Linked DNA regions of Sus scrofa: region 2 is linked to region 1. Evidence: chromatin contacts called from public HiChIP or PLAC-seq data. All regions are on one chromosome and are shown on one strand. Each heading gives the region's core, a stretch centred on a gene start, on an enhancer-like site or on the middle of the called end of the contact. The rest is flanking DNA. Distances are from core to core; before and after follow the strand shown.

Region 1 (6,634 bases), core at 2,720-5,219:
CAGGACGCCAACTCAGACACCATCAATCACCCTGTCCTACCCTTCGGGGTGCTTCCTTTGTTGGTGAAAATTATTTTCCTAAAAATTGCTACCAGCTGTATGGCACAAGCCTGTCTCATGATGGAAGAAATACATTTGAGAATAAAATGAATAGGGAAGAGAATTAATATTAGCATTTTTCTTATTTGCTTTAGTAAGAGACTGTAGGTGAGAAATTCAGTGTTTAAAGCAATTTTGGAATAAAAGTCTACGAGAAAAGGCATGATGGTGTCTTTCCTGAACATGAACTGTGGGAAAACTGTGTCTCCTCACCAAATACAGAAAGATGCGAGACAAGTCACTTTCCAGCTCTGGCAATAAAACTCTGTTCACAGGACAACCTCTCCATGTGCAAAGCTAGGTACAGAGACACCAAGAGGAAGGTCCCAGTTCTAGATGTACCTTTGTCCCGTTGCATCCCGGGATGCCTGGGGGACCCGGGGGCCCATCCTGGCCAGGAATACCCTGTAAGTAACAAAGTGAAAAAAGAGCCAAGTCAGAAAATCACTGATGGTGCCACCACTCGCAACCAATGCCTTAGGAGGGAAGCAGGTGCATCTCATATACATACAGGAAGTCCTGGGTTTCCAGGGTAACCAGATGCTCCTGGGGGTCCCTGTAGGGTGGAAATGAAAAAGTTTTCATTGTGCGCAGGAGAAAACCTCACTTCCTCCCACTGTACCCACGTGGCTGAGGGGGCTGGACCCTAACTGCGGGCCTTGGAACATCTGCCCTAAGCGGGCAGAGCGTCCCGGGGAAAGACTTCTCAAGGCCCAGCCCAGGGAGGCAGGCGGCCTGGAGTTTCAGAGGCAGCTCAACATCAAGGCTGATGATCAGTTACTTCTAAAGTCAAGGCTGCACACCCACAAAATAACTCTGCCCTCTTCCCATCTTTTGTCATTTCTAGGAGAAAGACAGACGGACAGACAAAGTTGTGTTAAATGCACAAACAGTTGGCAAGAAGAGTATATGGCATGAATCGATTCACCGCGAGAAGAAAATCAAAGTTATTATGAAGTAGCTCAGATCTTCTCCACCCCACACGTCACGACGAACCCCTGCCTCCTGCCCTAAGGGCCCAGGGATGCAGGTTCTCGGGCACGCTTCCCTTTCCACGAGATAACAGTGACAGAATTGGAAGGCTTACATTTCACCGGGTCTTCCTATGTTTCTACCTCCAAGCTTGCGTTTCCCAGGAATGGGAGCAGCAAAGAAAGCAGAGTGTGAAGAAGGAAGAGGAAGTTTAGCTCTGAAAACTTCACCGCCTTTCACGGTAAGTGAAGGCATCTCTCTGACGACAGGTACGCGTCATTCCCCCCCCCCCCCGCCCCAATTAAACCCTTGAGGAAGGACAGATGGAGAAAACGCTGTGAAAAGGACTGGGAGGAGGAGAGCAGCTCTGGGCCCAGGACTGGAGGTCAAGGGCACAGGCTCCACCCATCCCAGGTCCTGGGGCCCCGCCCCCGTGCTGTCTGAGCTCCTGTCTGAGCTCCAAGGAGAAAGGTGGGGGGCGGGGGGTGCACAGAGAGAGGAGGAGGAGGGAGGGACACCCCAGGACTGTCTGCAGGCGGGAGGGTAGGCATAAGGAGCCCGACCCCAGAGGCATCGCTGGATCCCATCCCGCCCACAGTCGAAAGCGCTTTAATGACCCTGGTACTCACTCTTGTCCCTTTAGTGCCTGGCAGTCCTGGTTCTCCAGTGTCACCCTGGAACACACAGAGATGCCACGGTGACCACCCATCAGAGCAACAACACAGACCATCTCACAGCCCCCCGCGCCCCCCCACCACACCCAGGACGGCCAGCTCACCTTCTGTCCTGCGGGTCCCTGGGGGCCCTCAGGTCCCTGCATTCCCGGAAACCCGATGACACCTTGTAATCCTGGGAGGCCTCTTTCTCCCTGCGGATGAGGAAGGAGGACGTCAGACCAAGGACAGGAAAGAAACGGAGGAGAAGACTAGAAGTCAGCCTCTCGGAGCATCGCCCAGCACCCAGCCTGCCGCGAGCATCTGGAGAAGACGCCGCCAACGCTTCCCTGTCTCGGGAGACATTTTCCTGCCATTTCTTAAGCTTCTCCAAGGGCAGGAGTGCCCCTGCGTGTCCCCAGCGTGACACTTCCTACACACCGCTTTCTAAACGCTAAGTGGGTCCTTGGGTGAGTACGACGACAGACTGGTGAGGATTTTCTTCACCAAATTGCTCGTGGCCTCATTTGATGAGTGGAATCTTCTCGCCATCAGCAGACGCGGGGCTGAGACTGTGAGCAGATGTCATTCAGGCCTCCCATTAGCAGGATTGTGGGCAGAGCCCTTGGTGGGAGCTTCACCCCGAGATGCTGAGACTCCCTGTTCCATCCAGAGCCTGAAAGGCTTTCACGAGCTTCTCTAAAACGTGTGGGAGTTTATTGTGGGCGTGGGGGTTGCAAAGGTCTCTGCCCTTGTGGAGCAAAAAGAAATAAAGTTTCTTTTTAAAATAGTGAATGTTATTCGGGGACCACACAGGTGGCGGTAATTCGGAAAGATGGGGGGACTCCAGGCCCTGAGCTGGCCCTTAGGAGATGTTCCCGGACCAGGGATGGAACCTGAGCCACAGCAGTGACAACACTGGGTCCTTAACCTGCTGTGCCACCGGGGAGTTCCCAACCTCAGCTGATTAAAGAGCAGCAGGCATTGTGGAAGCCACAGGCAGGGGTCTCCAGTGTCCAACACTTTGCTCACAACCACGTTCGTTCAAAGCAAAGAGAAACCAACAAGCTACACATCACATAACACAAACATTTACGCCGCAAACAGCACATCACCAAAAGTTGCTTAAAGCTTTGAAACGTGGCATAAATGCAAGGATGTGGGAGAGAAACTCCCAGAGTTGTCCTTTTCTCCAAACCCAAACCCCTCAGCCAGTCCTGGTGCTTGCTGGTGAATTCAGCACCTGCTGCCTTTTTTTTTTTCCCCTTTTGGCTTTTTGCTTTTTAGGACTAAACACTCAGCATATGAATGTTCCCAGGCTAGGGGTCAAATTGGAGCTGTAGTGGCCAGCCTATACCACAGCCACAGCAACGCCGGATCCTTAACCCACCGAGCAAAGCCAGAGATCGACCCTGCGTCCTCATGGATCCTAGTCAAAGTCATTACCACTGAGCCACAATGGGAACTCCCTGCTGCATTTGCTCTGATGAGAAAATGGGCTTCTGAACTTGATCTCCAGCCACTTCGCCTCCCCAGATTGGGCATTTTGCTGGAAGCGGAAGTCAGGAGGCTGGAAGCAGCGTGTGAATAAATGGGAGCGGATTAAGCCAAACCCTAGAGGCTACCATCGCGTCCTAAACGGAGTAAAGAAAACTAAGGAGTTCCCGTCGTGGCGCAGTGGAAACGAACCCGACTAGGATCCCTAGCCTCACTCAGTGGGTTAAGCATCCGGCGTTGCCGTGAGCTGTGGTGTAGACCACAGATGCGGCCCTGATCCCTCGTTGCTGTGGCTGTGGTGTAGGCTGGCGGCTACAGCTCTGACTCGACCCCTAGCCTGGGAACCTCCATATGCCATGGGGGTGGCCCCACAAAGACAAAAAAAAAGAAAGAAAGAAAACTAGGCGCGGCCCTTTGGCACAGCTCCTTGGACCAGCTGCATCCAGGGATCAACCAGGAAGAACAGATGCTCGCGTCCCCAGAGCCCGGCCCAGGACTTGACACCGAACGCGGGCTCCTTCTCCCCGAGGCCTGCGACAGGGCTGGGAAAGGAAGACATCCTCAGACCAAGACGCGACCAATGCAAAGCTCCTCAATACACTGTCCCTTCACCTAAAATCACAACAGACAGAACTGCACAAACTCCTGGCGCTGGAGATGGCTTCTCACGGGCATCACACGCACCGCCTCCCTTACTCGGACGTGGGAAGGTTCTACCCAAAATAGACCAGAGCTGAACGGCACACAGCTGGCTGAAAAAGAAGTGAGCCCTGAATCGCGTATCCTCGGATAACCCGACGCGAGATGGGAGGACGCGTGAAAGGCACGTCAGCAGAAAAGCCTCCGGTATCGTCCCGAGAGTCGGGGCAGATAAAGATTTTCTAAGTCTCTTTTTAATCGTGGAATGCATGGAGACCCAGAGCCAGATGAGCTGATTCCTCCAAGTTTCTCACTGAGTCAGCATGAAAGCCAGAAATAGAAAGGAGGCCAGCTTCCCCCAGAGCTGGTGTTTTTTTCTAGGTCACTAGAGCAAGCTGGTTCCCAGCGAATTTTCAGTAATTCACCAGCATCGCATTAGCCCCTTTTATGTCCATTTCACAGATAGGGAAATGAGGACTCCAAGGCTTTACTGACGCGTCGCATGTCACTGGGTGACCCCTGTGTGCTCCTGGGAACAGACGCAGAACTCTGAATTCCCAGTGGGAGCTCTCACCGCGAGGACACATTCCTCCCCGAATGTCAGCGGAACACTTGAGCAAGCCCCGTATCCCAGGAGTTTTGAAATTAAGGAGCTAGAGGAAGTGACTCCTCTATGGACATGGATCTGGCCGCCTCACACATATTTTTTTAACTTTCCTCATCTTTTGTTCAGACAAAAGTACACACGATTAGTCTCATACCCTGGACCCCGTCCAGGGCTCTTCTGGGCAGCAGGGCAGGGCACACAGACAGGATAAGCATTCAAACAGCAATACAATTAGCTGGCAAACACAGGCCAAGTGATGCCGCAGCCTTGCAGCAAATCTCCACGACGGGCAGAGGGAAAGCAAAGAGCTGGGCAGGTTGTGTGAAGGTTCTCCCACCAGGTCTTTCTAAGCCAGACTCTGCAGCTGCAAGAGCGATGCTACAGTCGTGACTGCTCGTGCGCCGGGGTTGCTGGGGTTCGAGGCAGAGCGTGCAGTTAAAACAACTGAGAAACAGGACCCTTTCGACACCTCTTTGCCATGAGATCCTGGAGGCAAGAGGTCCACGGGGACGTGGTGGCCAGAGCAAAGCCCATGACCACTGTCGTCACCGCAGCGAGAATTTCAAGTGGGGAGTGAGAAGGGCTTCCACAAACGTGTTTTGATGCAACCACATTGACTAGTTTTATTCCAGAAGGTCAGTGCTGTGTGCTGTACTAATTAAAAAAAAAAAAAAAAAAAAAAAAAAACTTATGTCCCAACAATGGAATGATTATCACTGCATCTTCCAAGGATGAAAGTCAGAATTGGAGGAGAAAAAAAATGCTATAAAGATGAAAGAACGCAGCCATGGTGAAAAATCTGGGCATCAAAATTAGCCACTCTAAATTAGGCAGGAAAGAGAGTTCCATGCATGCAGCAACATAAAATTTTTACATCATGTATTACGTAGAGAAGGACAAATCTTTTTTAAAAACCCATAAAAGATGGGAATAAAAGGCTTTTTATACTATCTAATTATTTCCCCTCCTCTTAAAATCCGTGCTTAAACAAGTTCAGATGGAACCCGAACACCAACCCTGGTCCCCTTTGAAGCTTCGTCAAGAATCCAAATCCAAACAGAGTCCCCAGGGTCGCGAGGCTGAGTGTGTGAAACGGTTCTAAGGATGGCAGAGGAGACACCGTTACCAGCAACAAACCCTGAATTATCACGGATCCAGCATCAGCAGGCTTCAAAATCTTACTGTCTCTTTTAGTCAAACTTTGAATTAATTTTTCAAATTTAAAATCATGGAGTTCCCGCTGTGGCTCAGCAGTAATGAACCCCGACTGGTATCCATGAGAATGCGCTCAGTGGGTCAAGGACCCCGCGCTGCCGTGAGCTGTGGTGTAGGCAGCTCGGATTCTGTGTTGTTGCTGTGGCTGTGGTGCAAGGGCCGGCAGCTACAGCTACAATTTAACCCCTAGCCCGGGAACTTCCATATGCCACACGTGTGGCCCTAAATAGCAAACATAAATAAATAAAATCAATTAAGACACTACGATAACGGATGTTGACAGTGGGCTGAGGTCCAAAGGAAAACACCGCCCAGGCCCTGGGCTCCCCCTGGACGGGGCCCGACTGTGACAGGCAGGACCACCTGTCCCCAGGCCCGAGGCTTGCCCATTAGAGAGGAGAGCACAGCCAGCAAAGGATGCTTGTTGGACAGGATCTGCAGTGGGGTTTCCACCTCTCAGAAATAAGGATGTTAAAGGCAGCGCAAAGTAAGTATTTATTCATTCAGCATTTAGCACAAACTCTGAACTCAATAAAAGTGGGTAAATGGACGAGGATCTAAGCAGAAGCGGGACATGAGCTCAGCGTCAGCTAAGATGTGAGCTCTCTGTGCAGCCACTGTACAGTGCGGTGGCTGGCAGGACGGGCTGCTGGGTCCCCTTTTTCCAGTCCAGAGCCCATGGGCACCATTAGAGGCTGGCCCACGTCCACATCACTGGTCAGAGAAGAGACCGGGGCAGGGAGCTGTGGGCGGGACATCCCAGCGGATCAGCTGTTTCTTTCTGTCGTCCGGGGCCTGGAGAGGTCACTTTCCAAGGAAGGCTGCAAACCACTGAGGGACGCAAGCATTTCCATTTGGAGCCAGAGCTGCCCGAGCGTCAGCGACGGCGAAACGATGTCAGATGGTGGCTCGTGGTCAATGGGTGACTTTGGGACTGAGCCCAAGATCCCAC
Region 2 (6,634 bases), core at 1,853-4,352, 78 kb after region 1:
GTGGGTACCACCCACTGCTGCGGGGGTAGCGGGGGAGGAGGGCGTGGCATGAAGAAGTGTTCAGGGCGCATGTGCGGAAGCAAAGGCGGCGGGATCCCAGAAAGCAGGCGCAGATCTGCCAGGGAAACTGAGGGTCGGGGTTACCGAGTCCTCCGGCATCGTCTGCTTAGCAAAAGCGGCACAGAATTTCAGATCCACGCTTGTTCTGACTACACCATTAACATACACACGGATCACTCCGTAAGTGTGCACTCTTACACACACACATAGCTTCTGCACACTCTTCTGGCTGGTATTAGAGGCGCTTCCCTTCTCCTGATCTAGTTCCAGGCGTCAAGAGCATGAAGATTTGATTACATCTTCATCAAGCTCATTCCTGAGATACTCGGTTCATGCTGCTGTCATGGGGACTAAGTCAAAAATCCGCCTTCTCCCCTAAATTGCACTTTCTGCAGAATGTGGTCCACACTCACAGGAATTAAATCTCACCTCGCTTGCCTTCTAGGTCCTTCAGTCCCGGAATAGTGACTAATGGTCTGGCGATGCCAACACCCTAACCCCCAGCAGGCATCTCCACGCTTTGGGGAAAGTTCACATTTCTGATCCGGAGAAATCATTTGTCAAGAAGTATTCTACAGACCCGTCGGAGGGGGGAGTTTGGAGGAAGGAAGAACTCATTCAGCTCAGTGACTATGGAACTCAGGACAGGGGATGCTCAACACTATGGGCCGAACCTGAGGGTGGGAAAAAAAATCACTGGCTTAGGAAATCCACCCACTGGTAAATGAATGGTACAGCCATAGCAGAGATGGTCAAAAACAAAGTCAAACAGCCTTTCGTGGGAACAATAATAACAATAATGATACGTGCAATTTGTGCCTGGCACACAGTAGGTGCTGTTTGGGTGTAAAATGCAGGTAAAGTGAGAATCAGATACCCAAAAACACAGGTAATCCAAGAATCCTTTGTCTTGGCTTTTGAATTGGGATTTGACTGATTTATAGCATCTTATGATTCAAAATGCATTTTTAAACAATGTTTTGCTTGGGTCAATATGGAAAGTATTTCAGCTTTCTGGTGTACCTCACAGCTGATTTTGGAAGGAGGTAGGCAAAACAAAAAAAGTCATTGGCATGAAGAGTGAGACAAATTTTCAAGTTAGCCAGATATTATTTCAACATGGATTTTCTTGTACAACCATAAGCCCTGGGCTTACTAATAAATTTTCTCTCCCTAAATAAACCAGGAGAAATATAGTGAAATGATAGCACCTGTTCAGTCCCCTGAGAATCAAAGGGTTCCACACACCAGAGCTCTTAAAACACTAGGTGAGATGTGTAGGGACGGAGCAGAGCCAGGACGGGAATGTAGTGGGCTTCCGAGAATGATGCTAGAGAAGCAAAGTCATCTCAACCCCAACAGTCAGAGTGGCTGTTCACTCTCAGAGTGGCTCGTTCTTTAAAGTCCTGGCTATTTGAAAGCTAGCTCTTAGAATTAGCTTTGATTTGCTACTATTATCCATCAGAAAATCTAAGTCTGAACAGAGCTTCCTATTTCCAAATACAGAACTTTCTCACGTTTCCTTGCCATGCCTCCTTGCTAAATCTCTTGGTCCAGATTTCTAGACCCAAATAAAGTGTTCTAGAGCCTTCTCTTTTGAAAGCATTTTGTCATCACGACCAGAGGGTGTTTAAATAACCAACCAGGGTGCCTGGCTAGACTCTGGGCTGGGAGAAACCATCTGAGGTTAACTGCTGGTGTCATCATCAGTCTTTTCCATACCCAGTGACCCGGCTGCCAGCCAAGAGCTAGACGCTCAATTCCAAGACTTGCATGCATTCCACCAGTTTATTCTGGAAAGGAACAGTTAATAGTTGATATGCAGTGAAGTAGAGTCTGTAAATATTCTGCCTGAAGAAAGGGGGGGGGGGACACCTAAGAGCAAAATTCAGATTTGAAACAGTAAAAGAGTGAGAAATGTGGAAAGAGGAAAATCGTTCTTAAATATTCCGGCAGGAAATGCAAAATGTGTTTCGAAGCCACACCTTTCCAGGGCTTGTCTACCGCGCTGTGACACTAGGGAACAGCTGAGGTCCTTCTTCCGTCTGAAGGGAAGGGAAAAAGGAAGAACAACATCAGGGACCGTCCCCAGCTGGACGCCTTCACTTTTGCAAACCGAACTCCCGGAGGAAATGAAAACTAGGAAAACAATTTGTGCATAGAACAATGAGCTGGAGTTTCATTTTGGTTTCACACTCAAATGTAATGTCATTATAACTGTTTTAATACAGAATGCAAGTCATCGAGTGGAGTATGGAAACGCTTGAAAGCAGCCCTCCAGAAAAGCCCCGCTTCTGTGCTTCAGCAACAGCAAAGTCGTGGGAAAGCAAAGATACAGCTGTTTCCAGGCAAACGGCCCAGAACTGTTCAGCATCAACCACCAGAGTCTCCAAAGCAGCAGAGAAACACGCCCAAAGCGACTCCCAGGCACATGTGTGGGGCCGCGAACGGCATGGGGCGCGCGTGTCCACCTCTCCGGCCCCCGGCCCGCTCGGGCACCCGGACCAGGTGAAGGCGCCCGGCGGCCAGGCGCCCCCGAGGTGCGAATTCAAATCCCGCTCACTCTGGGCACTCTCGCCCCGCGCCGGGCGCACCGAGTTCTGCTCGCTGCTCCCTGGCCCCGAGCAGTCCCCCTAACTCGCCCCCACCCAGCCCACAACAAAGGAGGCTTCCCAAAGGATGCGCGATCCAGCCCACCGGGGTCCCCGGAGGGGACAGGCCGGGAGACGGCGCCTGGCCGTACCACGCGCGACCCCGGGCCCGGAGGGCGGCCCCGGCCGGGGACAAAGGGGCCGCGCGGGGCGCCGGGGCGCAGGGCGGGACGCCGGAGCGCAGCCGGCGGGGACTCACCTTCGCGGCGGCCCGGCTGCTCTCGTGGAGCAGGAGGGCGGCGGGCAGCAGCAGCAGCCAGACGCCGAGCCGGGGCCCCATGGTGGCGCGCCCGAGGCGGCGGGGACGGCGGGGGACCGCGGCGGCGGCTCACTCTCGCAGGGCCGGGACCCGAGCGCGGCGCACCGTGCGGGGCGCGGCGGCTCGCGGCGGAGACCTGAGCGCGGCGCCGCGAGCTCCCCAATTTGTTGGGGGCAGCCCCTCCCCTGGGCCGCCCAGGCGGGCGGCGCCTCAAAGGGGAGGACCCTGCGGCGCGGGTAAGAGGCGGCGGGAGCGCGCGGCCGGGGGACTGTGGCCTCCGCGCGCCGGGACGCAGGGCTCCGCGCTCCGCACCCAGCGCCGCCCGAGCCGCCGCTCGCGCTCGCCGACCCAGCGGAGCTCCGAGGGCGGCCACGCGGGCCCGAGGCCGGCCCCGAAAGCCCGGGAGGGCGGCCGCGCCGCGGGGCCGCCGGCGACGCTTGTGCAGAGCGGATGCGCGCGGGCGACCGCCCCTGAAGCCCGGCCGAGGTGAGAGCGGCCCCGGAACGCGGCGCCGCGGGCGGCGGAGGCTGCGCGCCCGGCTCTCGGAGGAGGGAGGGGGGAGGGATGGAGCGGCCGCGGCGGAGCGGCCCCGACCCGGGCCTTGGTGCGCAGGCTCCCCTCGGGCCGGCCTCGTCGCGGGGCGGCTCTCGGTCACCCCAGCGGGAGGCGGGGCCGCACCCGCTCTCCGCAGTCCCGCAGACCGAGGCGGGCGGCGAGGATGCTCCCCCGACGCCCCCGACCCAGACCCCGCTAAGCCCGCTTTGTCTTGTCTTGCAGTCTAGGAGGGACGGATCGGAGCCCAGAGGGGCCCGACTGGGAGCATGGACCGAGACCCGCGGGCGGCGTCGGGCCCTGCCCTGCGACGGTAAGCGGCTTTCTGCCCGTCCCCGTGGGCCCCACGCGCGTGTCCTTCGAGGAATGGCCAAGCCGGGGCCGCACGCTCACGGCGCTTCTCCTCCCCCTCCCATCCAGGTGGCTGCTGCTGGGGACCGTGATGGTGGGGCTCCTGGCGCAGAGCGTCCTGGCGGTAAGTCTTGGCACCGGTTCCGGGCTATGATTCGCACGCCAGAGAAAGTGTTTGGGACACCGAGTGGCCTTGCCAGAAGGCAAGCAGCTTGCGCCTGCTTACACGCGCGCGCACGCGTGTGTGTGTGCGTGTGTGTGTGTGTGTGTGTGTGTGTGTGTGGTGTGCGCGCACCCGCGCATCCGCGTGTCCTGGGCAGGCCCTCCCCAGCCCAGGCTCTGCGAAAACGCGCTTCCCTCAAAGAACGGCGGTTTGCCCTCCCTTGGGTGCTGTGCGTTACAGGCGTGGGCTCTTCCTGGAGAAGGAATAATTAGAAACACGGCCCCGGGCATCCTGTTCCCTCGTTTGAGCAAAGGCCGGTGGTAGAAGTGAGGGAAGACGAGAGAGTCAGACACGTGGCCCTGAGGCTCCAGGCCTAGGGCCAGAACGGTTTGTGTGGCATAGGAAGCCGGCGTCTAGGTCCTGCCCCTGGCAGAGTTTTTGGTTCTTTTGGTTGAGGGGCTTGGGGGGAGGGCGGGGCCAGGAGGACAGGAGGGCTTTGTACTCCTCCCGATGCTGGGAGGAAACAATGGCCAAAAACAAGAGTTTCTCCCCAGATGCGATCTGGGCCTGGAAGAGCCAGGGTGGGGCTTCTAAGTCTCCCACTGGGGACACCACTGACCAAGTGTCCCCGGTCCTAGCCCTGCCATTCAAGGTGACTCTGCCAGCATTGTCTCTATGTGGTGATTGTACAACGGGTTTTGTGGGTTGTGTTTAAGCAGTAGGAGCCACTTTGGCGGAGTGTCATGTGGCACAACTGGCCTGTCCCAGGTGGGCTGGGTCCCTTCAGTGGAAGACTCGCAATATTTAAACTGGGACTGGACATCGGAGGGCGTTACCAGGCGTGCTGGACCCGTCTCCTCCTCTGTCCGGTGGAACTGGGTGGCTCCGGCTCTCCTGGCAGTCTCCTCCCCTCCCCTCCCCTCCCCTCCCCACTCTGGGTAACGTACACACAGGTACATGGGGAGCTGGGCTTGTGGTTTATTTGAGTTCTGTTATTTTCACATTGTTCTGTCCTCACAAACCACAAACAAGGCGGTGAGCTGGAAAAGCTGTCCCAACTTGGAAAGAACCTTTAGCCTGACTTTTCTGCCACCTTTTGCTCCAGTTCTGGGCCCAGACTGGGAGTCAGGAGTCCAGAGACTTTGACCAGAGTGTTCCAGGCCAAAGTTTTCTTAAAGCTCCGGTTTGTCCATCTCTCCTGCCTTTCCCCACATCCTGATTTAAGACAATCAGAGCCTAGATAGGCCACTGTCCCTTCTGGGTCCTTATGCACACATGACATACAGGACTTGGCCCCGGGCCGGGAGTCAGGGCAAAACACACACACACACACACACACACACACACACACACACACACACACACACACACACATGAGGTCCCTGCAAAGGAAAGCACTGAGTCCTGTTGAGAGTGGGCATTGGTTGGGCTCACTCTACCACACCCCTTCGTCCCCTGGAACCACTTTAAATATTCCTGTTTAACGACCTGAGGATGCTGAGTCCTGGGAATCTTACCTGGGACTGACCCTAAAGTGGAAGGAAAGGGCCTCCTGTCAGAAGACCTGGGTACCACCTGCAGCTCTGCCCAGGTCTCGTAAACCCTGAGCCAGGCTTCCGCGCTTGTTACATGTAACACTCCCCTGCACGCCTTCCTGCAGAGCCTCTTTGATGCTGCAGACTCCCCTCAGCCTCTGCCCTCTGAGCCCAGGCTAGGACCCAGAGCGTTGGTTGCTTAGCAGGACCTCTCAGAGTACAGGCCTTGGGCTGCCACGCTCACCTGGAAAGGCTGGTTAAAAATTCAGACCTCCGGTCTGCCTCTCAAATCTCTAAGCAGACTTTCCGGGGTGGCGCCTGGGAGTCTGCAGTCCCACTTGATGGCAAAGTTGGGGCGCCAGTGACTTAGAGGATTGGGTTGGAAGCAACTGGAGTCACTTGCCAGTTTATTTCATTTCCTTTGGCTTTAGATTCCACATCTACACATAGAAACCGATAAGTGCTTTTGAGCCCTGTCACTAGAGACATGCCACTATGTGTCACTCGGTAGGCTTGGAATTGATGATGCTTAGCGATGGCTGTCCCACTGCTCATCAACCACTGGCTTTAATAGCTGTGACCCGTGAAATAATGCCTTCATCCTTAACTATATTTATTAAAAAAGCTTTCCTAATGGTGGCAAGTTCAGCTTCTGCCCTGTTTGTCTGCCACACTCAAGAAACCTGTCTCTGCTCTTTTGCGCCAAGGAGTCTTCCCTGGGGTAGGTTGATGGTGTAGAAATTCTGCCTCCTGGAATACCGTGTTTATAACTGTCACCCATGTCGTTGCTGTAAAAAGGGCTACGCGTTGTATCGTAAAGAGCTTTGTAGCAGAAGTAGCTGAAAGTGGTGACAGCAGGCAGAGCCAGTAACGGTAATGGGCATTTGCTGTGTGCAAGTTGCTCTGCCTTTCGAGCATCTAACCCTCGCAGGAAAACGCTCACCTCGCTGACTAGCTAACTCTTACTACCCCCGTTTAGCAGAGAAGAAATCAGAGGCACGGTTTAAACAAGCTGCCCAGGGTTTCTGTCTTTGTAAGCGGCAGATTTGAACCCAGGCCCCTC

Evidence for each region. HiChIP or PLAC-seq counts read pairs in DNA pulled down with a chosen protein or histone mark.
Region 2: an H3K27ac HiChIP or PLAC-seq map of skeletal muscle shows a contact between it and region 1. The contact joins the promoter of COL4A1 here to the enhancer-like site in region 1. A contact is called at or near these places in 16 of 47 Hi-C or Micro-C datasets (adipocytes, alveolar macrophages, brain and 10 more) and 2 of 2 datasets of contacts at active chromatin or transcription factors (alveolar macrophages and skeletal muscle).

What each region holds. Positions count from the first base shown.
Region 1 is chr11:76,915,717-76,922,350 of Sscrofa11.1, forward strand. COL4A1 (collagen alpha-1(IV) chain) reads right to left here. Exons shown (of 54, transcript XM_021065910.1): 3 at 1,850-1,939; 4 at 1,701-1,745; 5 at 611-655; 6 at 442-504. Among named protein-coding and RNA genes, the nearest start is that of COL4A2, 78 kb to the right of the region's middle. Within about 2 kb of position 3,970, at least 19 of the 83 cell types and tissues checked have an H3K27ac peak or open chromatin away from gene starts, as enhancers often do. A contact at or near this core is called in fetal skeletal muscle and skeletal muscle, where this site is marked.
Region 2 is chr11:76,994,307-77,000,940 of Sscrofa11.1, forward strand. COL4A1 (collagen alpha-1(IV) chain) reads right to left here and starts at 3,103. Exons shown (of 54, transcript XM_021065910.1): 1 at 2,911-3,103. The coding sequence starts at 2,991. It overlaps COL4A2 (collagen alpha-2(IV) chain), which reads left to right and starts at 2,579. Exons shown (of 48, transcript XM_021065909.1): 1 at 2,579-2,600; 2 at 3,748-3,835; 3 at 3,943-3,997. The coding sequence starts at 3,792.